Regions from separate parts of the Sus scrofa genome. Here all the other regions are linked to region 1. A link is a contact called in public promoter capture Hi-C data. All regions are on one chromosome and are shown on one strand. The core of a region is the stretch at or near the end of the contact, and the rest is flanking DNA. Distances in the headings are between cores, read along the strand shown. Region 1 holds the start of UBE2G2 (ubiquitin-conjugating enzyme E2 G2). Region 2 holds the start of PFKL (ATP-dependent 6-phosphofructokinase, liver type). Region 3 holds the start of C13H21orf2 (protein C21orf2).

Region 1 (3,660 bases), core at 305-2,804:
ACGGGCCAGAGCACAGAGCATCTGCGGGGTCCCTGCAAGGGCTTCCGGGCAGAGTGACACGATGCGACCGTGTGGCGCAGAGAAGCAGTGGGCGCAGGAGCAGAGGCATCTGCGCTGCAGTTCCCCGGGCCGGAGGCTGGCTTGGACTCAAATCAACAGATTACGTGTGGCACAAGCACGTCTCCCAGTCAAACACCAGGCGGGAAGAGGAAGGCCGTGGGTGCCGCCACCCAGAGGGAAAGACGGTGGGGCGACAGTGGGGCAGGAGCCCCAACTTCAGAGGAGGCCAGATGGTGAGCGTCACTCACACGTTTATTTTGGAGGGCCCGCCTCTGCAACACTGCGGTCTGCTCAGGCCAAACACCAATGCTCCCTGCACAGCGCCTCTGGGAAGGCTTAGGAAACCGAGACACCTGCACAGTACTGTTAGCTTTGCTGCACCCATTGTCGACGCTCATTTTCCAGTTTCTCCCGAAAGTGTCCTCGGTGTAACGGTAACAGCCACAGCTAAGACCAGGGACAGCCACCCAGCAGGTACCTGGGAAGCACTCCTCTGCACGGGTGAGGGCAAGGGCGGAGGCCAAGGTCAGAGAATTAATAAGCAGAGGCAGGTCTGAGCCGCCGGCGGGCTCCCGCCCTGTGTGAGGCCAAGCAGAACACTTTCAAACCCGAGCGCAGCCAGGGCTGGCCTCTCCCCGCGACTCCTCCCGGGAGCCTCTGCTGCAGAAGGGGGTCTGCGCAAGGCTGCCGGTTCTCGCTTCTCCCGCTGCGCTCCCCAACGGTGAGGAAAGGTGCTGCCTAAGGAGGCACGAGGGTTTTCCCAACACTACCCAGGAAGGATGGCAGGTGGCCTTGCTCAAAAACGGCTCCCTTTGTGACGGAAAACTCAAATCTGACTTTTCACCTCAAACTCATCACACTGCGCTTTTCTCTTAACGTTTCTTTGCTAACTTCTCGATAGGCCACTTGGGCGTCCCCTCTCCGGCCACCGCACGTTCACGAGGCCGGAAAGAGAGAGTCACTCAAAGAGCCAGAGACGGAAACGAACGAGCCCGGACTGGGCGCAACCATCCGGGCTTCCCGTCCAGCGCGGCGCCGCGCCGGCCGATCCTGCAGGTCCGAGGTTCGCAGGGGCCGCCGGTGCCCGGACAAAACCCGCCCCGACGGCGCACAGACGAGCCCGTCCCGGGGGTGGGCGGAGCGCGCGCTACACCACGGCCGCGGGGCCGCCGCGAGCAGCAGGGAAGGGGGGGCGCCGGGACCCGGGGGAGCGGGGCGCGGGGGTCGAGGGGGGCGTGGGCCGCCGCGAGCAGCTGAGGGCGGTGTGCAGGGACCCGGGAAGGAAGGGGGCGCCGGGCCGGGCGGCGGAGGAGAGGGCCGTCCCGGGAGACCGGGCGCGCGGGCCCCGAACTCACGTTTGTACTCGGCCATCAGCCTCTTGAGGGCCGTCCCCGCCATCGTCAGGGTAACAGCTGTGCCGTCGGCCTCTCCTCCTCAGCGCTCGTCCCTCCCACCCAGCGCCGGGACCGCTTCCGGGGCACCGGAGCCCTTCCGGGGCGCGGGGCGCGTGCGCGGCGGGAAGGGCGGGGCGCGCGCGCGGCGGGGAGGCGCGGGGCGCGTGCGCGGCGGGGAGGCGCGGGGCGGGCGCGGACTCCGGGGCCCGCCCTCGACCGCAGCCCGAATCCTGGCTCTGAGTACCTGGAGGGGAGGCTCCACAAGGTTTCGGCGCAGCGGCGCCCGGCCGAGTGTGCGAACTGCCTGCTCCGTCCTCGTGGCCTCAGGGCGGTCCCGACGGCGGGGAGGGGGCAGGAGGGTGGAGGGCAGAGGGTGGGGGACGGCGCGGGCGGGCGGCGGCCGGCCCGCTGGAAGAGTGGGGTTCACATGGCTTACTTGCTGAAAGTACCAGGAGAAGGGGAAGAAAGAAGATACCGCCAGTCCGGTGGGCTACAATGCACACGCTGGCACATGGACCGTATCGGGGCTCGCTCGCTGCCCCACCCCTGTGTCATTCAGAGGAGGTGACTTTGAGGCCCAAATGCAGTTAAAACGAGAAGGTCCATGGAAGACCTTTGGTGCCCCTGTGGCTACCCTCACGGTTTTAGGTTTTAAGTGAGAAGATTGGCGATTGGGGTGGCCTTATTCCGTGTCGGTGTTTCTGGATTCAGCTTGGCCAAGAGAGGAGCTTTGGGAGACAGGAGGGAGCAAAGCAGCAGCCCGACAGCCCCGACCTCCACCACAACAGCCGGCTGACCAGCAGGACCGGGGGCAGCGCGTCCAGACTTGCCCACGGCCCCGTTGACAGTCCCCGGACCACTGCTTCAGGAGGCCGACAAGGGTGGTCGTCCCCCTCCAGCTGCCCCTCACCCGGCCCCAGGCTCCCTGAGGCTCCGGCTTCCCCAGCTGGGTAATGTGCATCCAGGTGACTACACTAGGGTGTCCTTTTCTCGTAGTGTTCGCGGAGGTTCTACTGGTCGCCCCACTGTCTCTGGGCAATCTGTCGATGCTTCTTAGAATCCCCCTTACTTTAGAAAAAGTCGGCACTCTTAGTGCTTGGTAGCTTTGCCATGCAAGGATATGTAAACCTTTTTAAAAAGTGAAGTCTTGGAGTTCCCATTGTGGCGCAGCGCCAACGAATCCCACTAGGAACCATAAGGTTGTAGGTTCGATCCCTGGCCTTGCTCAGTGGGCTAAAGGTCCGGCATTGCCGTGAGCTGTGGCGTAGGTCGCAGACACAGCTTGGATCTGGAATTGCCGTGGCTGTGGTGCAGGCCAGCAGCTGTAGCTCCAATTGGATCCCTAGCCTGGGAACCTCCATGTGCCACGGATGCGGCCCTAAAAAGCCAAAGAAAAGTATGTCCTCACAGCACATACCCAACAGAGGCTTCTACAGAAGCTCCTGTGTAATGTCCTGTGCTGCTTTCTAGCATAATATGTGACTTGTTATGTGTCTCCTCTACCCAATACATGTCCCCTGAGGGCAGGGAATTTGTAATCTCGTGTGCCTGGATGCAGCCTCAGTGCCTGGACGAGGCAAGAAATTCTCTGTTGAGTTGAATAAAACAATGCAAACAAACCTCACAATTATGCATTGTTAAGGCAGAGGTGTCTGTCCCCAAAATCCACTCCGACGCGACCTTTTCAAATGGCCACGTGCTAAGTTATGGAGACGACATGGTACTTTTTCCTAGGCCCACACCTGAGGCATAGAGAAGCTCCCAGGCTAGTGGCTGAATCGGAGCTGCAGCTGCTGGCCTACGCCACAGCCACAGCAAGGCAGGATCTGAACCACGTCTGTGACCCACACCGCAGCTCATGGCAATCCCAGATCCCCGACCCACTGAGCGAGGCCAGGCTTCGAACCCACGTCCTCACGGATGCTAGTCTGATTATTTCTGCTGCGCCACAATGGGAACTCCCAAGATGTCTTTAGACAGCTTCAAAGAGTAATGGACTTGCACAAACACTCATGAGGGTTCCTCCTCCTCGGGTCCCAGTAGCTGCCCTCTCTGTGGTCAAACCCCACTCCAGCCCCTCAGGCCAGACGTCAGAGGGTGTGGTTCCACGGCTACTAAAGGAAACGGCACTTTCCCACTGAGGAAGCCTGGGTGATGAAAAGCCATGTCATCACAACGCTTGGATGACAGTGCCTGCCAGATGCCA
Region 2 (3,660 bases), core at 752-3,251, 300 kb before region 1:
TCCTCTATTTCTCCCTAACGCAGGTGATGCACCTGTCCCCTTCCCATGGGTCAGGTCAGGGCGCACATGCTTCCCACTGGCTAATTTGAAACAGATTGTTACTGGGAGAAATGGGAAGGAGGAGGCGGGGGGGGGGGTTTCTCAGGAAGGCATTTCAGCAAAATGGAGTCACCAAGATTTCCTTTGATGGAAAAGACATTATGTTACTTTCCACGGGACCCAGCGTGTGTGGGCAGGGAGCTGGGAACAGACCCATGCAAGGTACTTCCTGTGGAAATTTACTGCCCCTGGGAGAGGAAGGTTCTGCCAGCTTCTAGGGAGGAACTATCGGGTCTTGTGCAAACAGTGAGGAATCGAGTGACTTTGATTTCTCACTAGCAATCCCGGAAGCAAGGAACGCTGGGAGACACCAAAATTCTGCAGGAAAATGACTTCTAGCCTGAATTTCTAGACATAGCAAGTCTTTCATCAAGTACCAGGGTGGAGTAAGACCAATTTCACACGTGCAGAAACGTGATGCCCTTTCTTAGGGAGCTCCTGGTGGACACGCCCCCCCCCAGATGAGGGAGGGTGACGTGGGGGCTGGTGGCCACGAGACTCAGCAGGGAGACAGATGGAGACAGAGATCCCAGGATGACAGCTGTGCACCTGATGGCGAGGGCCACTGCCCGCCAACCCCAAGGCAGGGGTGGGCTCCTGAGGGCACAGACAATTCCAAGTGGGCTGTCTTCCCCCAGAACCCCTGCAGCCCTCCCGTCTTCTCAACCTGAGGCCAGAAGGTCAGTTGAGCGCCCAGATTCTTACCCGTGCCTGACTTGGTACAAGTGGAAGTGATGAGGTCCCTCTTTCCCTTCTGTCAAAATGTAAGAAACATCTGTTGTTACTCATGATAAGAACTCTTAGCAAAGTCCACCTCTCGGCCAAGTGTGAGTGTACGCTACGGAGTGAGTAACTCCTGGCACCGGCTGGACGGCTGGCTCTGGGACGCGCTCAATTTCTGCAGAACAGAAATTCTCTCTCTCCAACACCTCCCACTTGCTCTCCCCCTACAGTGGAATAGTTTTAGGTAAACTTCGTATTAGAACGTAACATATATAAAGAACAAATATAACACACACAAAGCCCAACTCATAGCCTTGCTGAGTTTTCCTAAGGCAAACACACCTGTGTCACCGCTCAGCTCAAGAAACAGAACACACTTGCTGCATCTCCACCAGCCTCCTAGTGGGCCCCACCCACTGCCAGCCCTGGGTCAGGATGGGTGCCTTTCCTTGCAGCCCCCAATCTGGCTCACGGGTACCCTCCCGCCAGTGACCAGGCTTATGGAGAGCAGGGGTCAAATGTGTTCCTGTGACTGCGCAGGCTCCCCACTTAGGGGCGGGTTGGATGGGGGAGGGGCTCCATCCCTCCGAGTGACTCCCCTACTGACCAGCCAAAGTAGAGCCCACCGCCCGGACTCAGGTGCCCACCCCAGGTTCCCCCCCCGCCCCGCCCAGGCGCTGCAAGTGTGCAAGTTTTCCAAGGGTCCAGCCAACATTGCCTGGAGTGACAGCTGAATGAATGAATGAATGAATGCTGACGGGTTTGCCTCTTAATTCCTTTTGCATCTCAGTCAGACGCCTCTGGGTGGGCCTTCAGCTAAAGCTTGGGGGCGGTCACGTGTAAGGAACAAAGTTGCAGCAGATCGGCGCCCAGAAAGACAAATTCCTCCGAGGAGCCAGGCAGGCAGCGCTTGGCAGAGGGACACATTCTGGCCGCCCCGACTTGCCTCTCGTCTGGCCACCGTACTTGACCAGCTTGGCCACAAGTTGTGACCGACAGCCCCTCCCTAAACGCTCCCCACTTGTTAGACGGAGCAGGTTTAGAAACGTGGCCGAGGAGGCTGGCACGGTCGGGAGGAGGCGCAGTCCTGCGGCGCAGGTACCCGGGGTGCGCGCCTGCGACCGGGGGCGGTGGCGCAGGCACGTCGGCCCCGCCCCGCGCTCCGCCCCCGCTGCCCCGCCGGCGTGGACACCGGTGACCTCACACGGCGCCGGGGCGGGGCGCAGGGCGCGGGGCGGGCCTGGCGACAGCGGCGGCGCGGGGCGGGAGAGCGAGCTCGGCGGAGTCGGCGCCGCCATGGCTACCGTGGACCTGGAGAAGCTGCGCACGTCGGGGGCCGGCAAGGCCATCGGCGTGCTGACCAGCGGCGGCGATGCGCAAGGTGGGTGCTGGCGCACCGCCGGTCGCCCGCGGGCAGCGGGTGTGCTCCCCGGGCCCCTGGGGCGCGCTGGCCACCCTCGACCAGCACTTGAGGCGCGCGGCCAGCCGGTGCCCCAGCCGGGCTCCGCCTCCCGCCCTCTCCCAGTCCTCGTGCCCCCGTCCGGGTCCCCATTCCAGTCCTGCACCCGCCCCGACGCGCCGGGCCCGCGTACGTGCCACCCACCACGGCCTCTGCGCCCCGCCCGCCGGGGGTGTGTCTGTGCGGCCGGCTGCGGCCGGGACAGGGCGCTCTTGCCCCCCGGTCGCTCTCTGCGCCCTTTCCCGGTGGCGGGGTCAGGAACCGCCACCGCCTTTCCTGGAGGCCACGCTGCGCGGAAGCCTCGGAAGGCTGGGCAGGTCCCCGCAGGCCGGGAGAACCCGGCTCTTCCTGGTTCTGAAACACGACCTGGGGGCATAGGGTTAACCCCAAACCAGCTTCCAGGGTGGCTCTGGGGCATTTTTCTTTAGCGCGGCCCTCTTCTCGACCCCTGGTACATGGGGAGCCAAAGACTGTGGCCTTCCTCGTGGCCTGCCCTGCGCCCTGCAGCCAGGACCTGGCAGAGCTGGGCAAGTGCCCCTCCAGGCGGCCCCTCCTGGAGGCCTGGTCTTGGTCAGACTGCTGCTCTCCAGCGCCTCCGCCTGGGATGGCCAGGGCGGCACCTGTTGTGCCTGGCCGCATGGCCGCACCGCACTCCTGGAACCCAGAGAGAGACCTGACATAGCCCGGGAGGCAGGCCTGCCTGGGAGGGAGAGAGCTGGCACCTTCAGTGTTCATGACTGGGCCTGGTCTGCCTCCCTCCAGATCAGAAAGCGCAGACACACACCTCCTGGGCCTGCCGCAGGCCCTGAGCCCCTGCTCCCCCCCAAGAGGGAAGAGGTAGGAGGGAGGGGCTTTCACCAGGGCGCCAGCCCAGGAGGCCGGAGGAATCAGCGCTGCCTGCATCCCGCCGGCCTGCGCAGGGCTCAGCTCTCTGGACCCGGCCTGGCGGGCGGGCACTGTGCTCTGCTGCATGTCTGCAACCCGCGTGGCTGGAGCGCTTGCAGCCTGTTGCTGGCAGTGGGGCTTTTCTTAGAATGTGGCCGGGGGGCCCACGGGGCCTGAGGAGAGCAGGCTTGGAGGGTGGTTTTGGGCAAGCATCATCTTGTGAGTTTGGAGCCCAGGAAGGGCCGGGTGTGTGGAGGGCAGACATCCTGAGGGGGCTGGCCCCGCCTCTCCAGGGAGGCCCCGCCTCTCCAGGGAGGCCTGGGTTCGCCTGGGCACAGGGGTCTCGCCCCAGTCTCCTGTCTGCACCATGGAGACGATGACGCCGGCACTGGGTGGGGGGTTGGGAAGCATAGGACATGCATTTAGGTGGCGGCACAGAGCCCGCTGGGTGGTGTGTCCCGCTCCCCTGGCACGAACCTAACAGGACGTGGCCT
Region 3 (3,660 bases), core at 769-3,268, 270 kb before region 1:
AGTGGGGGTGGGGAGAAATCTATTCACAGACCCTCGGCTCAGCTCAGCAGGTGCTCTGCCGCCCCCAGGCCCCAGCTCTTCCTGCCAAGGGGGTGGGTGGGACGGTGAGGCTGGATCTGACTGGGGCAGAGCTGAAGTGAGGAAGCTCCTGGGGACAGGAAGTCCTGGAACCTGTAACAGCTGTACTCCTCCCAGCTGAGGGAGCAGTAAACCGAGGTCTCATCCGGGGCCTGCTCCCTCCTCTGTGAGGCGGTCCGCTCACCCGCAGGAGAATGCTGGAACTCCACAATAAGCCCCGGTGCCACAGACCTTTTTAGAACTGTTTTTTTCATGAGTGGTTCTGCTTTACAAAAACCGCTGAACCCACAAAGTACCAGACCGGGGCCTGGACTGAGTGGGTGCAGTTCTGTCAACTGAACAGTCCTCTCGGGGGCCGGGGACCACCTGGAGATGGTGTGCGTGATACGTACATCCGTGAGACGGCTGCCCCTGGGGAAAGAAAAGACAGACACACTCTCACTTTGTTCAGGTTGCAGACAAATTCCAAAAACTAATGATAAACGGTAAGAGTCTGGGATTTCAATGACAAAGTAAAAGAAGGCTTTCTCGGATAACTGACAAAGGCGCCAAAAGCGAGTCCTGGTTGACTGTGGACAAAATGATTTGATCCTGAAGGGCTCCTTCTCGGATGAAGAAACGGCGGAGGCCACCCCATCTGAAGGACACGAAGACTTACTGGTTCTCAAGGCAGCTGCCCCGAGGGAGATAAACAAGGGCCTCTTTGTAAGAGGCCACTTCTGGGCCCAAACACGCGACTCGTGAACGCACTCAGCCTGAAATAGGGCCGTTGTTCCTCGCAGCTTCTGGAAGGATGACCTCGCCAAGCCCGACAACGCCACGCATTATTGAAAACAAACCACAGGGATGTTGTGGCCAAAACGCCAGATGTGCAGGGCAGAGAGAAAGGCTGTTTAATGAACAGGCAGAGCTCCGCAGTCAATGTGCTGCATTGGCTGGAGGGCGGCTGCCTCTGGCCGAGTGCCCAGCCGCACCTGAACTGTCCAGGGTACAGACTTGGGAGACGTGCTCGGAATCCCCAGCGAACACGTGTAGACCTTTCAGGAGTTTCAGAAGCACTTCGGGTCCTGCCTTGGCTCTGCGAGGGCTGGCTGCCTTGCCTTTGAGCCGACACCGACCCCACAGCACCTGTATCTCTCCTGTCTCGTGGGGACCGCCCCTCCCCCCAGGGCTCAATCACAAAAATGTTTGCTGAAGCTTCTCTCTGGGGTCCCAGTTTCCTTTCTTTCCCCTGGAAAAGGTGTTAATTCCCATGATCTCCCACCTCATCAGGCCTGGCTCCCAGGGGCTGCTGCCCATGTCAGAAATGAGACCTGTCCATGGAGGGAACTGTCGGCCCCACTGCAGCTCTCTACAGCCCAACAGCTTCTCCCAGGTAACTCCCTCCAATTGTTTCCAGCAAGGAGTGCAGGTTTGGAGCTTTGCATGAGACACCACCACTCACTCAGGAGGGGTGAACGTTCTGGAATGATCTTTGCCAAAGGCCGCCTGGGCCAATGGCAGCAACTCCCACATCCTGTGAGCCCCCAGGACCCAGCAACGGCCAGGAAGGTGAGGCCGGAGGTACCCCCGTCCCTGAAATCCTCGGCATCCTTCCCAGGCCCTTCTCGGCTGTGCCCCGGAGCAGAGATGCGGGGCGGGGGTCCTCGCTCCAGGGCGGAGGTGCTGGGCTGGGGTCTCTGTTTTCCGATAGCTCTGCCCTAGGGCTGGGTTCCCGGGGAGAGGGTGCCGGACAGGGGGGAGGACGGCCTCCGGCCTCACCAGCAGTTGAGCTTCCGCACGTTGTGCAGCTCCGAGGCCTTGGCCCGGGACAGGACCATCTTCCGCGTCAGCTTCATGGCGGCGGCCGCAGGACCCCAGACCCCGGCAGAGCTCTCGAACCGCTCGCTAACCCGAGGTGGTCGGCCCCGCCGCGGCGCGTTTCCAGGGGGCGGGGCCTATGTCGCCAGGGGCGGGTCCAGAGAGCCCATTGGCCGCCGGCGAGGGGGCGGGTCAGCGCGAGCGCAGTGGGCCGCCCGGGCTTCCTCTTCGCGCTTTGGCTCCGCCCCCCGCCCGCTCCGCCCTGCCCCGGCGGCGCGCCGCCGGTCTTGCGCCTGCGCAGAGTGGGAGGCCAGGCTCTGACGTCATCCTTCCGCGCCGGGGTTGGGGACCCACCGCCCTCGCCGAGCGTCAAGGGGGTGGGCTCTTAACTGCCCCGGGTTACAAAGAGTTAAAGAGTTGAAAGGACTTGTCCTGACCCCTTCGTCTCGGCACTTACGGAAGGAGGCAGGTGCCGAAGATACCGGCCAGCCCGAAGGGAGCCCTCACGGCACTTGAATGCTTTAGAAGTCAAGTTCTTTGGGCTGCCTGCAGAGGGCGCTAGGACAGGGATCCAGGATCTCAGACTGCTGGGGGGACGAGACCGAGACCGGCCTCCTCTGGGACCTCGTCCCCACGGCCCCGGTCCCGGCTTCGGCCCGCCCAGCCCGGTCTCAGCAAAGATCCTGCTGGTCACCCCAGCCCATCTCCGATCACCCCGGACACCTGATGCGTTCTTCGTCCCCCCTCTCCCGCGGAATCTAGTCCGTGACTCAGTCCCCTACCCGTCACGTCTCTCAGGAGCTTTCCACCCACTGGCCTCTCATGCGCCTTGGCCATAAATCCCCCGTCTTTGTTGAATTGGAGTTGAGCGCTCTCTTTCTCCTCTCACTGCAATAATTTTGAATAACGCTTTTACCAACTGGTCAGAATCATCGTTTTCTTTCACAGAGGTCAGCGATGGCTTTCTCAGAGTCACCTCCGAAGCCCAGGGCTGTGGAGGATCTCCCTGTTGGAGGGACCTCTGTGGTGAGGAGGGGTCATGATTCAGTGGGGACAGTGGGATTTTGCTGCAGGATCTCCCATCCCATCCAACACCGCCATTGTCCTTAGGAAGACCACAGGGAATTCTAAAAAGAGAAGCATTCGCACCGTAGTTTAACAACTGCTGCATTTTCTTTTTTTTCATTTTAGAAACCGTTGACGTTCCATCCACCCATTTTTATTTTAAGAGTTTGTGGAAGAACTCAAGACCCCTCAGTGGCTGTTCCTACCCACTTGGTGGCCTGAGCAGTGGGAGCTGCAGCCCAGTCTTCAGTGGCAGGCTAAGCATTCAGAATCTAGTATAGGGAACGGCCGGATGGGCACGGAGGCACCCACCTGCCACCACAGGTGAGTAGCGGTGACCTGGGGCTGCAGCGGCCCATTCACCCTGAAATGCCTCCTTGGTCGCAGGCTTCTCAGCTGCTCTTGCTCCTCCTCTCCCGTCTCTTCAGGATCTCTCTAGAAGCAGAGGTCAGGCGTGGCCTCCCGTGGGCGTGCACGGGAGATGGTGCCACGCAGGCACGCGCAGAACCTCCCGGGGGACCATCCACCACGTCAGACCCACGGGTGAGCTCCCCTGTTGCTGCCCGGGTGGCAGTAACCACACAGCACAGGGGAGAGGCTTGTCACAGAGAGCACCGGTAGGCGGGTGAACTAAGAGGTCCCTGTGAGAGGCTGGTGGTCAGCTGGGAGAGGCCTTGGTTCCCAGAAGGCTGCCTGGACCTGGTTCGTGAAGGTTCC

Evidence for each region. Promoter capture Hi-C pulls out the DNA fragments that hold promoters and counts their contacts.
Region 2: a promoter capture Hi-C map of liver shows a contact between it and region 1, with 2.7 times the contacts expected there. The contact joins the promoter of PFKL here to the promoter of UBE2G2 in region 1. A contact is called at or near these places in 2 of 5 promoter capture datasets (fetal liver and liver) and 1 of 2 datasets of contacts at active chromatin or transcription factors (alveolar macrophages).
Region 3: a contact with region 1 is called in a promoter capture Hi-C map of liver, with 4 times the contacts expected there. The contact joins the promoter of C13H21orf2 here to the promoter of UBE2G2 in region 1. A contact is called at or near these places in 1 of 5 promoter capture datasets (liver), 6 of 47 Hi-C or Micro-C datasets (alveolar macrophages, embryonic fibroblasts, epiblast stem cells and 2 more) and 1 of 2 datasets of contacts at active chromatin or transcription factors (alveolar macrophages).

What each region holds. Positions count from the first base shown.
Region 1 is chr13:207,470,272-207,473,931 of Sscrofa11.1, forward strand. It overlaps UBE2G2 (ubiquitin-conjugating enzyme E2 G2), which reads right to left and starts at 1,555. Exons shown (of 6, transcript XM_003359009.4): 1 at 1,416-1,555. The coding sequence starts at 1,458.
Region 2 is chr13:207,165,286-207,168,945 of Sscrofa11.1, forward strand. It overlaps PFKL (ATP-dependent 6-phosphofructokinase, liver type), which reads left to right and starts at 2,002. Exons shown (of 22, transcript XM_021071510.1): 1 at 2,002-2,203. The coding sequence starts at 2,119.
Region 3 is chr13:207,202,723-207,206,382 of Sscrofa11.1, forward strand. C13H21orf2 (protein C21orf2) reads right to left here and starts at 2,019. Exons shown (of 7, transcript XM_021071512.1): 1 at 1,840-2,019; 2 at 471-489. The coding sequence starts at 1,916. LOC102158266 (a long non-coding RNA gene) reads left to right here and starts at 2,126. Exons shown (of 4, transcript XR_299372.3): 1 at 2,126-2,904; 2 at 3,070-3,267; 3 at 3,372-3,486.